Linked DNA regions of Zea mays: region 1 is linked to region 2. Evidence: chromatin contacts called from public Hi-C data. All regions are on one chromosome and are shown on one strand. The core of a region is the stretch at or near the end of the contact, and the rest is flanking DNA. Distances in the headings are between cores, read along the strand shown.

Region 1 (2,948 bases), core at 315-2,814, 270 kb before region 2:
CGGACACGATCTGCCTAACCCTATCTGCGTCGCGACCTGGCGACGCCGCCCACCAAATCACATCGGCGAACCCCAGGGCGGTGGTGACCTCGCCGAGGAAGCCCCATTCTACACAATGATCCCCCGAATTCCATTCTAATATACTCTAGACGAAGCTACGACTACGCCCAACCTGGACAACCATCACACGAGTTGAATCGCCCCGAGACGGCGTTGGTCTACCTCCCATGGCGACTCTACGGCGCGGTTGAAGCCCGATGAGCAATTACCGGCCAACCGCCGACCCAACTACCACCCTAACGGTGTCACACGACCCTACGGATGTAAAGAACAGGCTCGTGCACTTACCAGAGGTCAGGGTGACGGCGGCGAGCTTGGCCACGGCGCGGTCGACGACAATGGCGCAAGTGTACCCTCCGGTCTCCTCCCACCGTGTCTCTCTCTCGTCATTCGCGGTAAAAAGGGAGGAATAGAGGAAGGGGGATGGCGTACGACTCGGCTGTGCCTGGTTTTGTAGCCCGGGGTGAGGCTGACGATGCGCGTGAGGAAAGATTGGCCGAAGCAGATTGGGCCCAGTTAGGTTTTACATTTTTCTTTTTATTTTCTTTTCTTTGTAATTTCTTTTCCTTTTCCTTTTCAAATCCAAAATTTGAATTCAAATTCCTCAGAAGAATTTATAATCCTTTTAAGTATTCAGTTTGGACAAATCAGTGGGATGAATTTATATATTTATAAATTTTATCTTGTCTTTTATAGTATTTCTCTCTTAAATTCTAAATCCAAATTTAAATTCCAGTTTGGATTCAAAATTGGTGGCAATTTATCCTCAGATTATGTTGCACAATTATTGTACTAATTTTGAAAGTATGATTCTATATATACTTTATGTGAGTTTTATATTCCTTATTTCTTTCTCTTTAGAAAAAAATAGTATTTTGAATGTGGAACAAGAAGTAAAGGTTACTTCAAAGTTAACTATTCATGTGAATAAATGCTTATGGTGCATCATTTAATGATATGCATCATTATTTAATTGAATAGAAAATTTTTCTTTTACTTATTTTCTAGAATACTTCTTGATTTTAGAAATTCAGTCCTCAAATTTCACACTTAAGTATGATTTGAGATGTCTGAATTTACTATTTTTATTTCTTCATATATTTATTTTATTATTTATATTTATTTTTTCTTATACACATTTTGGGCTTTACAGTATGAACTTTTGGGCATCAGGGGTAGGCAGCATGTATGTCTTGCATTCTTGCTGCTATTGTTATTATTTACGAAGTATGAACTTATGGTTGTATGAACTTAGACTGACATGTCTTGTTGTTATTGTTATGAAGTATGAGCTTATGGGCATCATCCATCAGAGCTAGTGGGTGTTAGACGGTTACACAGCTGCGAGCCTAGGCCAGCGCAACACGGTAGCACGGCTTAGCCCGACGACACAACACGACCCGAGTAAGTGTAATAGTGTTGTTCTTGTACTCAGGCTCAGGCTCAGGCTCAGGTCCACATGTCGGCCCGGCCCGATCCAAAATATAATCATGCCATGCCTCGGTCCAACTAAGTTGGTCCGGCTTGGGTTGTGCTCACGCCGTGCTGATTGGACACGGCTCATTGGACAGTATAGCTACGAGCTTTTTACCATTGCACCTAGATGCATGAATGGGCCGAAAATCAAAACGTAGCAGAAACTTCCACCTGGGCTTAAAAAGCCAAATGGAGTGGTACAGTGAGCTGGCTATGGCTAATAATGTGCGAAGCGAATAGTGGATATATAGCCAGGTCCATTTCGTACAGTACAGGGTTGCAAAAAAGAATTAATCAACGACCTTTGTTTTACGGAACTAGCCAAATAAACTGTAACTCCGCCGCATCAACCTGGCGCATGACTTTGATGAGATTGCGAAAAAGGGCAAATAGAGGTACCGAATAACTTTTGAATCTGTAAGATATACGCACACAACAAATATAGTTTCAAATAATCTAGGTAGCGTTTGATTCCGGAGTCCGTTGATATAGAGCGGCTCTATACCAGCTAGTAGCTATGTCCGGAAGATTTTAGAGAGCCAAATGGTTCAGTATTTAAACATAATTTTTCCTTTTTAGAGTCATTATATTATACATCAAACCAATTCAATCAGGAACCAAACACTATCTAAAGGCGTATTTAGTATGGCTTTGCTTCCCTCCGGAGTAGTTCTACTCCAAACTCTAAGGCTCTGCTCTAGAGTTTAGATTATTTTCTCATTGCCAGTAACATTTGTGGGTAAATTTTGTGGGTAAATCCAAATTTCATATTAGGTTGCTTTTTAGAGTTTTCAGAACAGCAAAAAGATACTCCAAAATTTTATATTACGGCTCTGAAAACCCCATGAAGTTTATAACTCTAAAATTATGGTGTTTGGTAGGCTCTAGCTCCAGCTCCCTTTGAGTTTTACTTTAGAGTCATACCAAACACGCACTAAAAACTGCTCTAAAAACTATTGACCTGATCAGACTAGAGAAGAAAAAAAAGACTTTCTGTAACTTCCATATTAGCCGGTTAAAAGTTAAAAACTTAACTCATAAACCTCTCTTATGGATTATATAAAGAGGGACAGAGTAATCCAACTTGTAAGGAACCCAAGCAAGCATAATCAACAATCCAACACAACTAACTAGACATAATATATATTACGCACGCTGTTCAATGGTCTGAACCAGTATAAATCAATATCTTTGCATTTATCGTTGAGTTTAGCCTGTGCTGAATCCCACCGATTCCTACTCTGTGTAAGTCCATAGAAGTACTGTGGATCATCAAACACAGACTCCTAGTTCTAACAGAATCTTCTGTACAGGGCAAGAAAAGTATCAACAAATAATTACGTTTGAAAGCAAGCAAAATACTTTGTTATTTACAGTAAGCACTATTGGAAGATCTGTTGGATGACTGCTTC
Region 2 (2,700 bases), core at 172-2,671:
TCGGGAAATAATGAGTCTCGGACGAAGGTCATGAGAGACATACCTTCGTAAACATAACAAGTAATGACGAAGGACTCACATAAAGCATGAAATATGATATAAGCATCACCAAAGAATCATTTCTATTTTATTAACATGGAAAAACAGAAATGATCCCAAATTACAAATGTACCTTCGATCCTGAGAGAAGGTGGAAAGTACGAGCGTGACGCCAAAAGCAAAATGACAAGTCAGCGTGACGCCAAAAGCAAAATGACAAGTCAGCGTGAACAGTACGGGAGTACTGTTCATCTATTTATAGACGCGGGACGCAGCCCACGTAAAATTACATCCATGTCCATTACATTTGTTAACGGTTTATGGAAATCTATTGAGGACCCCGAAGTCTTTTCATCTTAAGGTCGGTTCCCCCTTGTGCCATCGCGCCGAAGCTTCCCTGCGTACAGCTTCGGCTGCCCCCGACCTTCGTCTGGCTCAGCCTTCGTCCTGGTCGTGCTCCATATCCATAATTCTGAATCCGAAAATACCTGTTCATATAATTCACTTGGAAAACATTGTCAAATCATGTTTTTGAGGACCTTCGGAGGACGAAGGCCCCCAACACTCATGTCTCCGCAGTTTCTGTGACCTTTGACTAAGGGCGGGCTCGAGGTTGTCCTCCTTGCTTGAGACGGGCTCGGACAAGGCGTAAATAGATGTTTCTTGAAGAGGGAACCTCGGGCGAGGCGATGATTTCCCCGAGTGCTGCCCTCATCCGAGAGCAGGCTTGGGCGAGAAGGAATTTTGAGCGACCGTCGAGTGGGGTCTCGGGCGAGTCGTGGCTCATCCTCACTTGACCTCGAGGGAATATGTCTCACGGTAGCTTTGGGGTTAAGTGTGCTTAGAGGTGTAATCCAGTTACCCCTAATTATGATACCCGACAAACATAAACTCCATAACTTACTAAATTAAAGAATTAAACACTACACGCTTTATCGGACCGGGCTGCCCCAAGTCGTCCATGCGTGAGGGTCGTCACGGAGGCACGATAGGCTGAAAAATAAGACCCGACCTAGCTCTGTCTTCATGCCATACTAGCCTAGCCCATAGAACTTCGTGCTGGGTCGTGCTTTGGGCTCCTGATTTGGAGCCTTACTCATGCTGACCAAAAAGTCTTGCCCAGATTTTCAGCACTACTCTTAACTATATTTATGATCTAAATGTTCAGGTTATATTTGAAAAATTAATTTAGATCGTGTCCAGCAGTTTACTTAAATGCTTATCCAAAATATTATTTTATACTATAGATATATTTTTTATAGAGTAAAATTTGAATATGAATATTAGAATGAATAAGCTGATGGAGATAGCTTATGGCTCAGCACATTAATAGTCAATTTTTTCTTCCCAAAAAAGCTGTTGCCTCGTTGAGGAATATTCCACATCCCCTCGTTTCCGGCAAACCGCAATGAAGTCTCTGACCCCCACCGCCGCTGGCTCCGCCGCAGATTTTTCCGACTCTCTGCCCTCCCCGATCTCCCCTGCGGCGGTGCCATGCCATTCCAGGTGAGGGAGCTGCACCTGTCGCTTCCTCGATCCAATCGTGCGCCCTGTTTTATATATGTAACTGAGCTTCCTGGCACCCCCTTTGTCCCCAGCCCCGGCCGCCACTACTACCTCGCCGTCGACCGCACCCAGTTCAAAATGGTGCTTATCTATTTTCCCTGCTCTCTTCGCTTCGTTTGCAGTTTCGATACCACTGTTTGGTTGATCTCGATTCATGATGATTTATGGTGGTATTTGTGCGCAGAGGACACTCTTGGAGCTCCTGGGGGTTGTCGCGGATCGCCGTGGTGGGCTGCCGATTGCAACATGTGTTTCCTCCCGTGATGAGCTTGATGCCGTCTGTGCTGCCGTCGCAAACCTCCCCTTTGTGTCAGCGTCACCTCTGGTAGTTCACAAACACAATTTCACCTCCTTAGTTGTAACTTCCTCTATGCATTTTCATTTGTTCTATTTTCTCTGAAATTTTTTGGTGGCTTGGAAGCAATATGCCTTCATCTAGTATGTTTTCTCTGAAAATATATGACGTTTATCACCAACATAAATATTTTTATGAACCCATAAATTGTTGCACAAGGTCCTAACAGGTATATGATCCTTACTATTATGATGTTCTTACTTCACATCAACCTCCAGATATTACTAATGGTCTTCTATGTACAGTATAGTGATCAAGCTGAAGCAGAGCGTGCATCTATTCTTGAGAACTTTCGTCAAGAAACAACTCAGTGGAATAAAACTGCTAAAGCTACCAATATTGCCGAAAGTTCTAAGCTTGAAAGTACTGGCTCTAAAATAAGCATTATAGTTGCAACAGATGCTTGCTTGCCTCAGGCAGCGATGGCAGAGGCACCCCTTATGGCTCGAGTGCTGATAAACTATGAGCTTCCCACAAAGAAGGTGAGCTTTAACTATATTTCTGTGCATATTTGTTGCTTTTAGTCCATTTTATGCAAAAAGCATGAATCTGTGTATGCTCTCTTTCTTATTTGCTACTCCCTGTGTCCCAAATTATAAGGCATTTTGGCTATTGTATAGATATTTTTACTATGTATCTTGACATAGTGTATATTTAAGTGTGTAGCAAAAGCGTTAAAACAATGTATCTAGAAAAACCAAAACATCTTATGCTCCGTTTGGATGTTGATATTGAATATG

What was found. A called contact is a pair of places that touch in the nucleus more often than the background predicts.
Region 1: a contact with region 2 is called in a Hi-C map of ear, with 1.7 times the contacts expected there. The contact joins the enhancer-like site here to the promoter of LOC100278909 in region 2. A contact is called at or near these places in 2 of 25 Hi-C or Micro-C datasets (ear and tassel).

The regions. Positions count from the first base shown.
Region 1 is chr5:39,137,822-39,140,769 of Zm-B73-REFERENCE-NAM-5.0, reverse strand. LOC100383390 reads right to left here. Exons shown (of 12, transcript NM_001176045.1): 12 at 2,661-2,948. The coding sequence ends at 2,919. Among protein-coding and RNA genes, the nearest start is that of LOC100383390, 22 kb to the right of the region's middle. Within about 2 kb of position 1,564, at least 17 of the 20 cell types and tissues checked have an H3K27ac peak or open chromatin away from gene starts, as enhancers often do. A contact at or near this core is called in ear and tassel, where this site is marked.
Region 2 is chr5:38,864,073-38,866,772 of Zm-B73-REFERENCE-NAM-5.0, reverse strand. It overlaps LOC100278909, which reads left to right and starts at 1,421. Exons shown (of 7, transcript NM_001152033.2): 1 at 1,421-1,545; 2 at 1,638-1,686; 3 at 1,790-1,930; 4 at 2,206-2,442. The coding sequence starts at 1,448.